Regions from separate parts of the Pan troglodytes genome. Here region 2 is linked to region 1. A link is a contact called in public HiChIP or PLAC-seq data. All regions are on one chromosome and are shown on one strand. The core of a region is the stretch at or near the end of the contact, and the rest is flanking DNA. Distances in the headings are between cores, read along the strand shown. Region 1 holds the start of GPHA2 (glycoprotein hormone subunit alpha 2). Region 2 holds the start of CDCA5 (cell division cycle associated 5).

Region 1 (5,985 bases), core at 1,923-4,422:
CAGCTACTTGGGAGGGAGGCTGAGGCAGGAGAATCGCTTGAACCTGGGAGGTGGAGGTGAGGCTGAGGCAGGAGAATCTCTTGAACCTGAGAGGTAGAGGTTGCAGTGAGCCGAGATTAAAAAAATAAAATAAAATAAAATTAGCCGGATGTGGTGGCACGTTCTGTAATCCCAGCTACTGGGGGTGCTGAGGCAGGAGAATCACTTTAACCTGGGAGGCAGAGGTTGCAGTGAGCTGAGATCGTGCCATTGCACTCCAGCCTGGGCAACAGAGCAAGACTCTGTCTCAAAAAAACCAACCAAACAAAAACATTAACTTGAAGAAAGTCTATTCTTAGTTTACTTGAGCCATTCAGATGATTTGGTTACCAAACATTTCCATTCTCCCCTCTGAATCTAGGTTGTGTTTGCAAAGGACAGTTAGCAAATGTCTCTCTCTGTCTCTCTCTCTCTCTGCCATCCCATTGCAATTCTGTTTCTTTATTTCCCCCTCCTGAGTATAATCTAATTTGGGTACCTTTTCAAATGCTATTCAGTCTTGAATTTCCATTCAATGGTTCCCCAGAGCAAAAATGCCCTAGCTAGTGAAGCACTAATGGGAAATGGGGAGAAGGGAAGGAGACCTCATAGAGTCTCAGCCTACTCTGTTCTCATTCTTGCAGCTCTCTCTTCCCGTTTCGATATTTCTTCAGGAAGAGCAGCCACTCTTGAGCCTTCCAAATGCAGCGCTGGAAAGAGGATCATCTCTTGTAGTGACTCCTCCCGAGCCATTCTTCTTCCAACTCTATCCTTTTCTTATGACACTTCAGTCGTGGGGAATGAGGTCCCCATGCTGAGTCCTCTGTGGTTTTATCGTGTCCTTTGCCCCTTTATAATAGATTTTTTTCCCCCAATTTAAAACATTAAGAATGGAACTTTCTAAAATGTTCATGTCCTGAGGGCCGGTTTAGGCCTTTTGTCTTCGGCACTTAGGATCCTAATGACAATAAATTATTTATGAAGAGTTATTGATTGAATTTAGTGGAATAGAGTAAAAGAGAACAAATGCTTCCCTCAAGATACAGAGAAAATGCATGAAACTTCCCTAGGTCTACCTGGTTACTATTCACAGGATCACTTTGGGTAGGTGAGTTTGTGCCAGAGGTTAGGGAATGGGGTCTTTCAAGACTCACTGTCCTGAGCCCTGCTCACCCAAGAGACCTCTTCCCCAGTTCCAGTTTGGCCCCAAATGGTTGCCTCTCCATAGACAAAATGTTTCCCACCTCTCTATCCCTTTAACTGTTTGACAGTAATGCAGATTCGTTTATCAGATTAACTGGAAGTCAATCCAGGTTGGCACCCCTGGAGAAGGCCTGGCCACCTGAGCTGCCTTCAACTAAAGGACTGATCTGTAATAGACACTTTAGCCTCGTGTGGCCGTGGAGAACCAAAATGATCTATGGAAATGTAGGGAAACTCATTTTAGCTCACAACAAAGGAGTCACTTTTTACCTGTTAGAGATGTCCAATATTAGAATGGGCTACCTCATAAGGTAATGAGCCTTGTCACCCAAATGCTTTAAACAGAAGCCATCATCTGTCACATGCCAGAGGGTGCCCCTCAAGAGTGGGAGAGTAGGGGCTGAACTGCTGAGTTCCCACTGCGTCCTGTTGCTATGCTGCCTGCACCCTTGGTGGGGAGAAGAGAAGAGGTGGACTGCTGCGGAGGACCTGGCAAACGAGGACCCAGGTCTTGAGGGGATGGGGGCTGATGGGGAAACCATAGGGTGTGGGAATTTAAGGATTAGTGACATTAGTAACATCACTTCCTCTCAAATTGTGTTTACAGCCTTTACTCGACTGTCCCAAACATGGCCTGTTTTACAAAGCTGCTAAGAAGCATAGCTCCAAATCTGGAGCTGTGAGTGCCCGCCCTGACTCTGACTAGCTTACAGTGAAGCTTTGGGAAGTTGTTTTCCGCTGAGCTCTTATTTTCTCATCCAGAAAATGAGGGGGTAGGATTTGGTGAGTTATAAAGTGCCTTCTAGCTCTAGCAGTCTGTGACTGGCCCTGCTCTTTCTGAGCAGATCAGTGAGGCAATGACCCCGAAGGGGGGCTGCCCAGAATCACCACAGGCTTCCTTTGGCTCTCCACCTTGCCCCAACCCCTCTGGCCACTGCTGCCTGGGGGTCTTTCTCCAGCTTGCCACATTTTTGCTCAAGTGTAGTTTAGCACCATGGATGGACAGCAGATTTGAATTTGAAATCAGCCCTAACATTAACTAGCTGGGTGACTTTTAGTAACTTTCTTTCTTTGAGCCTTAGTTGCCTCATCTATAAAACCAGAGTTGGACAAATAGATCAGCTTTGCTGGGGTTGATAACTTCAGGCCCTTTCAGGAGTCAGGTCCCTGTTATTCCAGGGCTAGGGGAGCACTCCAGCTCAGAACATTACTCTGTAGCACAGGATGCGAATCATCCACTGATACCGTGGCCATGCAGCTCTGAAACAGACAGCAACCCCCAAACCCCCGGCCCTGCCACCAAGCACATCTCAGGAGACCTCCACTGGTATAATTTCCCTTGTCCCTAAGAATCTCCTTCCCCAATCCCTTTCCTTTGCAGTTAGAAAAAGGCAAGCAGGACTGAGTTTAGTGGTTTTAAAATTAGGGGTGTGGCCAGGCACAGTGTCTCATGCCTGTAATTCTAGCACTTTGGGAGGCCTAGGCAGGCGGGTCACTTGAGCTTAGCAGTTCAAGACCACCATGGGCAACATGGCAAAATCCTGTCTCTACAAAAAAATACAAAAGTTAGCTGGTCATAGTGGTGTGCCTGTGGTCCCAGCTACTCAGGAGGCTAAGGGGGAGGATGGCTTGAGTCTGGGAGGCTGGGAGGTGGAGGTTGCAGTAAGCCGAGATAACACCACCACACTCCAGCCTAGGTGACAGAGCCAGACCCTCTCAAAATAATAGTAATAAATAATAATAAAGTTAGGGGTGATCAGGCCCTGAACAGGGAAATGTTCTGTCCAAGGTCACAGAGCAAAGAGAACCCAGGTGTCCACAACTCAGCCAAGAGTCTTGACCCGTGTCGTCAGCTGCACACACGCTGCACACTCCACCAGCTCCTAGGCTTCTCTCCACATCTGACTTATCGAGGCCTGGACTGTGGGTAGCTTTTTGGACAGAAAGAAGCAGAAAGCAGCAGGAGCTGCTCTCCGAGGACCGCACCTCAAAGAGCAAGATCCCCCAGGTGGGATCGCTCTGAGGCTTCAGGCAGGGGAGGCTGGTTTGAAAGCCGATCTCCAAGAGGGCGTGGCTCCAAAATGCTGGCAAATAAAAGCCTGGAGAGCCAGCACCAAGCTGGAGACCAGCAGGAGGCACAGGAAAACTGCAAGCCGCTCTGTTCCTGGGCCTCGGAAGTGGTGAGCTCGCTGAGGCAGGAGGAGCTCTGGGGAGGGTCTGGGAATGTGGATGAGGGCCCTGCAGGCCAAGATGAGGCAGATGGAGGGAGGAAGATGTTTGCGCTCCAGATGGCGAAGAAAATTCCAGGGAAGGGAGAATCACTGCACAGAGGGCTGACACACAGGTCCTTTCCAGAGACAGCTGCTCACACTCACACCCATACACACACACACACACAACAAAGGCAGATACAGGGAAAAGGCAGCACCATTCAGGCACACCTCACCTGTCAGACCAGCCAGCCCTGGCTCACTCACCTGGAATGCAGTATTTAAAGAACTCGCCATCCCACCTGCACACCCACGTAGAGACATCTCCCCACTGTGTTTCAGATGCCTATGGCGTCCCCTCAAACCCTGGTCCTCTATCTGCTGGTCCTGGCAGTCACTGAAGCCTGGGGCCAGGAGGCAGTCATCCCAGGCTGCCACTTGCACCGTGAGTACCTCTGGGACCGGAGGGCTAGGAGGAGTGGAGGTTCTGGGTGGGAGCAAAGAGCTGACAGAGTGGACGGTGGGGCAGGCAGCACCCTAAAGGGCCCCACACTGAGGCACAGGCAACGGGAGCTGGGGCGAGGCAAACCTTGGCAGAGGCGCCATCTACTGCTTGCCTATCTCCTTCTAGCCTTCAATGTGACAGTGCGAAGTGACCGCCAAGGCACCTGCCAGGGCTCCCACGTGGCACAGGCCTGTGTGGGCCACTGTGAGTCCAGCGCCTTCCCTTCTCGGTACTCTGTGCTGGTGGCCAGTGGTTACCGACACAACATCACCTCCGTCTCTCAGTGCTGCACCATCAGTGGCCTGAAGAAGGTGAGGAGGGCCCGGGCCCGGTGGATGGACGCTGGGGTCGCGGGAAGACCAGGGAGATGGAGATCTTAGACAGCCCTGAGAAAGGGGACTGCAGCACGGACTCCCCTCTCCCGCAGGTCAAAGTACAGCTGCAGTGTGTGGGGAGCCGGAGGGAGGAGCTCGAGATCTTCACGGCCAGGGCCTGCCAGTGTGACATGTGTCGCCTCTCTCGCTACTAGCCCATCCTCTCCCCTCCTTCCTCCCCTGGGTCACAGGGCTTGACATTCTGGTGGGGGAAACCTGTGTTCAAGATTCAAAAACTGGAAGGAGCTCCAGCCCTGATGGTTACTTGCTATGGAATTTTTTTAAATAAGGGGAGGGTTGTTCCAGCTTTGATCCTTTGTAAGATTTTGTGACTGTCACCTGAGAAGAGGGGAGTTTCTGCTTCTTCCCTGCCTCTGCCTGGCTCTTCTAAACCAATCTTTCATCATTTTACTTCCCTCTTTGCCCTTACCCCTAAATAAAGCAAGCAGTTCTTGAATTTCTCTCTTTATTAAGTCTACCCCCAGCCAGGGAAAGAGGAGTAGACCATGATTACTGTGAACCCCCCCTTACCCCAGGACACTGTGAATCTCTTCTTGCCTGTGCCCTCCCCCTCCCCCTGCCCAATAAATAAAAAGGGGACAAGGAAGTACACAGCGAGGGAAGGGAGGAGTGTGCACCCAGGACAGTGTCTGTGTAGAGGGTGAGCTGGGCGAGAATAAATAGACCATGGACCCCATGGTGGGGATAAGGAAGGACCTCGCATTGGCCAAGGCAGGGGCAGGCGAGGCGCTGAGTGCCCTTGCCCAAGGCCAGGAGCAGAGGGTGGGAGCCCGCCTGCAGCTGGAGCCTAGCTTTGCGGGGCAGGGGAAGATCCCTGATGGCAGCTTCCTGGTCAAGCTTGCCCTTGTCAAGTCCTGCCACGAGGGGCTGAGCATTCTGTTGCCAAGACCACCATTGCCTCTCCTCGTCTCCCCCCAGTGAAAGCTGGGCTGGGCAGGGAGTCCTCAGAAGCCACTCTGGCAAGGCCAGGGGTAGGTGTGTTTCTCTCTGGGCCCCTGGACAGGAGAAGGGATAGAGGGACTGACAGCTCTGGGTTTAGCTTTTCCCCTTCTGAGGTGCTGTCTAGCTCTGACCCCCACTGGTGGCCACCTGGGGTGTAAGCCGCTGGAGGGGGGCCTCCTTGGTCCCCTGGGTCCCCTGTAGCCGGCGTAGCCGCAGCTCCTCCAGACCTTGCCATAACTCCTGACGCTCCTGGGCCTTCTGCTGCTCCCTGGGGAGAGAGGGTGAGGCAGCTCCCTTTCCTGGGGCCCCCCACAGTCCAGACTCCCTCACAGTCCAGACTCCCTCACTACCACCCCACCGGCAAAGGGAAGGCATGGAACCATTTTTGTTCTGTGACTCCATAAAAACCCTCTACTGAGGGAAGAGAGCAGAGGACAGACAGATCCCAGCCTGCAGTCACGGAGAAGATGACGGGTGGGGCCTGAGTGGTTCTGGCTTCTGTAGGAAGCTACAGGGAGTCAGAACAAGTCTGAGCTACTCGAAGAATGACGGGAGGATACAGGGGCAGACAGTCAGGCATAGGATGGCAGGAGCATGGACAGTCTTGCAGCATCTGATCAGAGTTTGGGGTAGTCCTCGGGTTCCCTCCAGCCATGGGGGTCTGATTCCTCCCTGCTCTTCTCCCTTCCCCCACGCCCAGCCCCCAACACTC
Region 2 (5,985 bases), core at 2,529-5,028, 150 kb before region 1:
CCAGTCCCTGGTGGCCCCCGCGGCTGGAGAGAAGCCCTGGTCACCACCCATTCCTGAGCCTCCATCTCCTCGTCTGTGCCTCAGGGATAATCACTCCTGCACCTGCCACCATAGGGCGTTATTGTGCAGCTCAAACCAGCTGAGGCGCACGACTGTATTCTGGAAACCACAGTGTGTCAGGCGTCGGGGAGAATTACAAAGATTAGGGGGTGTCAGATCGGGAAGGGGCCTCAAAGAGCCTGAGTTCAAACCTCCTGTGTAGGAGGCATAGAGACAGTCCCAGAGAGAAGCAAAACAGCTTCTGCTGCACAGCCAAGGCCTCTCTGCACAGCCCCAGCACCAGGTACTGTTACTCCCCAGAACAAGCCCCTTTTGTCATGAAACCATCCCTTCCAGGACCTCTGGCGCCCATTCCCTCTCCACCCCTTCCTGGCATTCCGCCCTGCCTGACCCTGTGTACCTTAGCAGCTGGGCCAGCCAACCCAAGGCCGGCCGACGTCGGTACTTGTCATCGTCACAGTCTCCATGGAGGCCTGGTGTCCGGTCATCATCCCGCGTATCATACACCTTCCTAGGGGCTACAGGGTGGAGCCACTAGCATCAATAGACTCAGGAAAACTGGCCGCTTTGGGGAGGGCTAGGGGGATCACCTGCTCTCCTCAGTCTGACAGAACATCTCAGAATTGTGAGGAGGTAATGGCTGTGCCTGGATTAAGGAAAGGTTCCTCCAGGTGGGTCTCTGGATCCTCAAGCTCCCCCTACACAAACCATTCCACCCTCTTCCTATCCTTCTGCGGCCTGGATAACTCCCAGGCTCACCGTGAGTCAAGGGCTCAGGATTGCCCATGTGGATCACTGTGTGCTGCTCGGGCCGGCCTGGGGAAGCTGGGGGCCGGGGGGCCTGGCTGTAGAAGGCTGGGGCAGCAGAGGCGCCGTCTACCTCCTCTGGTCCAGGGGTACTGCTGGCTGTGGGTGGAAAGAGAGCCGTCAGCAGAAGCAGTGCATAGAGCTCAGGGGTAGAGCATGTGACTGCAGACCAAGGGAGCTGTCAGCAGAGCAGGGAGGCTAAAGCCCAAACAGTCGGTGGAAGCCACCACTTACCATTAAAGCTAGACCAGTCAGAGAAGTCAGACGTGTTGAGGGGCTCGGGCTCTGGGCTCACCACCTCATCGATCTGGAGGAAGGAATCTGGGTCACCAGGCTGCCTAGTACTGTCCCCACCCACCCATCTGACTCAGGTGGGGCCCAGGGCAGATAGATGGTCAGACAGATGAGGGACTCTCACCAGAGGGAGGCCCAGTCCTGCCCGGGCCCAGTTGACTGTGGCCAGCTTCTCTCTCAGTGCGGAGGCCACAGGGCCAGCCAGGTTGGTTGGGGGGAAGATGGGGCCATTGCAGCTGGGGCACTGATAGCCGGCAGGTGCCGTGTTTCGGGGTAGCTGGGCAGCACGTTCATTGAGGCAGGCCCAGTGAAAGAGATCTTAGGGCCCATGAGACAGGGGAGAAGAGACATGAGGAAGAAGACACTTAGGGCTCCTAGCCTAGCAATAGTCCCCAGACCATTGCAGGACATACGGACACGTGTGTGTGTGCCAGAGCCTTCTCCTCCCCGTCCTGTTCCCTAAAATGTCAGTCTTCTTGGCTACCACCATCTAAGTCCAGGCAGGTGCTACCAAGCTGTCCAGCTCACAGGGGTAAGTTTGGGTAGGAAGAAAACGCCACCTCCCCTTTCAGTCCTTTCAATGAGTCCTCTCTGGGCCTGCACTCATCATATTCTTTGGGCTAATGGCTAATAATGAACAGTTTCAGAAAAGGTTCCTCGATACACACACAGGCACACATATACATGTACACATCCCTGGGCACAAATGTACATGTCCTTATTAGCACATAATCAAACACAAGTGGCATTCCCTATATCTACACTATGGGTACAGGAGCCCTCACACATACACATCTATACACTCACAGGTTTGCTAACAGGCACCCTCAACCATGCATTCTCTTGCACTCCCACAACACACCTGTGTTCATATGTTCACATACATACATTTACCCATTCATTCACCCCAAGTACAGATCAACACACTAACACTCATTTAAACACACAATGTACATTAAGTGCCTGCAAGTACACACATGCACTCACAAGGAGAAACACATATGGAGCTGCCTCTTGCATGAGCTCCTTCAAAAACTGGAGCTAAGGCTCTTACCCCAGATTCAGGTCAAAGTCATGACACATATGTCTGCTGACTTCTTTTAGCTAACTTTAATGTGGGAAACTCACTTCCTCTCTGTTTAGCCTTGGAATCAGTGGTGGATCCTGAATATCTGAAAGCAACATGCCGGTCTGGCTAGCTAATAGTCATGGCCACCAGCATACCCGTAAGCTTGACTGGTTCTCGCTGAAACCTCCAGATTGGCAGGGCTTAATTTTTAGGAAAGAGGAACTAGGAGCTTTAATTTTTAGGAAAGACAGTGAGGCCTAGAAAGGAAGAATAACTTGCCTGAACTTACACAGCAGGTAAGGAACTTTAACAGGACTAGAATCTGGGCTCTGAGACTCGGGGGACTCACTGTCCTGCTGCTTGAGGAGGGCCTGGAAACCAGTCACCAAGCTGGCCCCTGAGGCTGGCCTGATCCCCCCGAGGTGCCAAGGCCTCACCATAGCAGACAAGGCGGGTCGTCTCTCGGCTGGCCAGGGGTATGTTGCACAGGCGGCAATTGGGGTTGTAGTCGCTATCTTGGAGCCATTGCAGGTAGGACTGGACGATGCACTGGAGTGGGAGAGAGATGTCACAACTGGTGCTGGGGCTGCTCGGCCTATCACCCCAAGGTCCGACTGTCTCTTTTTCTCTAGCCACAGAGGAGACTCATCCTTTCGTTTGTTCAATCAATAAATATTTATTGAGCACATACTGTGCACCAGACTCTCTCTTGGGGGCGGGGGATATATCAGTGAACAAAATAAATCAAGTCCTTGCCCTTGTGGGGCTTACATTCTAGCGCGGGGCCCCTCATGGATTTGGAGGAAGCCAATACCGCCTTGCCCACCCAGTGCCCTGCTCAGTCGCTCCCCTGAAGGCCCCACCTTGGCGTGATTGGCTACCAGGCAGTGCTCGCAGACGTTGACCCGATGTTCGAAGCAGAACAGGTTGGTCACCTTTCTCTTGGGGCACTTACAAAGCCCCATGATCGATCCTGGGAAAGGGGCCTGAGTTGGTAGGAAGTCAGGTTCTGGTGGCCACCACTACGCTCTCACCAGCCCAGTTTCCACTCTTAACTCCCCCAGACACCTCTCATATTCGCCCCGATCTCAGATTCCTGCCCACTGTCCCTCCTTATGCGGAGAAACACCCCCTGCATAAATCCCGCCTCCGGCGACCCCTCAATCCTTCTGGATCCCGCCCCCGGCCAGGCCCCTCCATCAGAGGCTCCCCGATACTACCGGCCCCGCCCCCAAGACCTCTCCTGAGCCCCACCCCCTCCAAGTCCCGCCCCTTCTCTACAGACCCCAGTCTCTGTGTTTACTGATCGGCCGCTGCACTGGTTCCGAAGGGCTGTAGCGATGGCTCGAGGCGCGGAAGGGCAGGGACCACTCTCCCCAGGGCTCCTGCGCCGCTCCCTTCAGCCCCGGCCGCCCCGATTATCCCTTCGCTGCCACGTCTCTTCCGGGTGCGGCGCGCGCTGATGACGCCATCGCGCCCCTGGGCCACGCCTCCGCTGCCGCCAGAGGTGAAGACGGGTGGAAAAGACTCGGGGTTCCGAGGGCCGCAGACCGCTAGCCCTACGTCACTTCCGCTTCCTTTCCCGCAGGGCGGGTAATTCGAACGTTTTTTGCAGCGAGTGGCCTTCCCGGTTGGCGCGCGCCCGGGGCGGCGGCGCTGGAGGAGCTCGAGACGGAGCCTAGTTATGTCTGGGAGGCGAACGCGGTCCGGAGGAGCCGCTCAGCGCTCCGGTGAGCGGAGGGCGCGCGGGAGACGTGAGGTCGAGCCGTTTGGGGGACGCAGTCCGGTGAAAGATGGCCCCTTCCCTCCCGCTGCCGCCGCCGGAGGAGGCGCCCTTAAAAGGGCTTGTTTGGGAATCTTCTCGCTGTCTCTAGAACCTGTTCTCTGGACTCTAAGGTCTAGAGTCCTCCTCTACCACTTAACTTGTTTCTCTTTCCAGGGCCAAGGGCCCCATCTCCTACTAAGCCTCTGCGGAGGTCCCAGCGGAAATCAGGCTCTGAACTCCCGAGCATCCTCCCTGAAATCTGGCCGAAGGTGAGCCCCAGATTTCTCACTTCCTCCCCTTGTGGCCCCTCACCTAATGTTGAGCTCACGTTCATCCCTCTTCTCCAGACACCCAGTGTGGCTGCAGTCAGAAAGCCCATCGTCTTAAAGAGGATCGTGGCCCATGCTGTAGAGGTAAAGGCTAAAGAGAGTGTTGTGGGTGGTTAGGCGGGCAAAACTGGGGACCAGCTATGTGATCAATTGGTATTGTCCCCCGCAGGTCCCAGCTGTCCAATCACCTCGCAGGAGCCCTAGGGTGAGTTCACTTTCATCTACTTAATTAAGTAGAATCTGGGTCACTCTAGAGCTGGACAGCACACATTGGCTGCTCACATCTGCCCAGGGAGCTGTTTTGCAGTACTGCAAAAACAGTTTGCCTGTGGGCACCTGCATGCATTGCCAGTCTTGATTACTCCCTGAAGACTTAATACACTTAACTTTTTATGCCTTGTGTATTTCTACCATTTTCCTGGAACTTCCTTTAAAAGCTGAGCTATGTCTTAACTCCACGTACTGCCTTTCTAATCCATTCTGCCTTCAGCTTTCATTTATGGGTGTTCTGAGATAAGTCATGTGTATGACATTTTTACAGTTTTAGCAGAAGTTATTATCAAAGGATGTTTCATTAATAGACAATCTGAAGACATACTGACTGAGAAATGTGAACTCCTTTGAAGAGCTGATAGGGCTTAGAGTCAACTGGGGAGAAAGACCAATGACAAGTGATAGCAACGTTGTGTACTGGGACTGCAATAAGGAATACTAGATGCTATGATGGTGGCTAACCCAGACCATGTGGCTCAGGGAATGTTTCGTGGAAGAAGAAACATTTGAACTGAGTCTTTAAAGACAAGTAGAGGCCAGGTGCAGTGGCTCACGCTTGTGATCCTAGCATTTTGGGAGGCTGAGGCGGGCAGATCACTTGTGGTCAAGAGTTTAAGACCAGCCTGGCCAACGTGGTGAAACCCTGTCTCTACTAAAAATACAAAATTAGCCAGGCATGGTGGCACGTGCCTATAGTCCCAGCTACTCAGGAGGCTGAGGCAGGAGAATCGCTTAAACCCAGGAGGCGGAGGTTGCAGTGGGCCGAGATCACGCCCCTGCACTCCAGCCTGGTTGACAAAGCGAGACTCCATCTCAAAAAAAAAAAGACCAGTAGGGGTGTTCCAGGCCAAAGAAGCCATGTTTGCAGAGATTGGGAATTTAAAGAAAAATCAAGGTTCGGGGAATAGCAATTTGTTTAGTGTCTGCAGCAGACCTCAGCAGGGGAGGAAGCACCCTAAGGCAGAGCAGATCCTGATGAGGCACAAAAGCCACACTCATAGCTTGGGCATCATTCTTGGGTCTGTGGGCAGCCTTTGGAGAGTTCTGGGTAAGGTAGTGACTGAGTCAAGTTTGAGTGTTTTAAGAAAGACCCCTCTGGGGGCTGTGGGGAGAATGGTTTTGAGAAGGGCTACCCTGGGGCTCCAAGACCAGTGGAATGACGTGAAGTCCAGGAATTCTGAAGCATGAAGCCAAGGGCGTGAGCTGAAGCCAAGGGCGTGAGCTAAAGCCAGGATGATATACAGTACTGGGTTCAGAGGGAATTGCCCCCCAGTGGCCTTCCCTGACCACCCTTACCCTATTGCTGTCACATTTCTCTATGTAATTCTCTTAGGCCTTACCAGTTCTAAAGACAGGGTCTTGTTCTGCCACCCAGGCTGGAGTGCAGT

What was found. HiChIP or PLAC-seq counts read pairs in DNA pulled down with a chosen protein or histone mark.
Region 2: a contact with region 1 is called in an H3K4me3 HiChIP or PLAC-seq map of stem cell-derived excitatory neurons, with 2.8 times the contacts expected there. The contact joins the promoter of CDCA5 here to the promoter of GPHA2 in region 1. A contact is called at or near these places in 1 of 7 Hi-C or Micro-C datasets (stem cell-derived neural progenitor cells) and 1 of 1 datasets of contacts at active chromatin or transcription factors (stem cell-derived excitatory neurons).

Annotation. Positions count from the first base shown.
Region 1 is chr9:67,256,849-67,262,833 of NHGRI_mPanTro3-v2.0_pri, reverse strand. GPHA2 (glycoprotein hormone subunit alpha 2) reads left to right here and starts at 3,172. Exons shown (of 4, transcript XM_063783038.1): 1 at 3,172-3,401; 2 at 3,774-3,876; 3 at 4,063-4,247. The coding sequence starts at 3,303. PPP2R5B (protein phosphatase 2 regulatory subunit B'beta) reads right to left here. Exons shown (of 18, transcript XM_063783028.1): 18 at 4,763-5,541. The coding sequence ends at 5,394. It overlaps MAJIN (membrane anchored junction protein), which reads left to right. Exons shown (of 9, transcript XM_054662445.2): 9 at 663-1,007. The coding sequence ends at 711.
Region 2 is chr9:67,405,501-67,411,485 of NHGRI_mPanTro3-v2.0_pri, reverse strand. CDCA5 (cell division cycle associated 5) reads left to right here and starts at 3,778. Exons shown (of 6, transcript XM_009423453.4): 1 at 3,778-3,960; 2 at 4,170-4,264; 3 at 4,343-4,408; 4 at 4,494-4,529. The coding sequence starts at 3,915. It overlaps ZFPL1 (zinc finger protein like 1), which reads right to left and starts at 3,662. Exons shown (of 8, transcript XM_009423451.5): 1 at 3,534-3,662; 2 at 3,094-3,203; 3 at 2,668-2,779; 4 at 1,286-1,479; 5 at 1,102-1,174; 6 at 820-966; 7 at 461-578. The coding sequence starts at 3,195.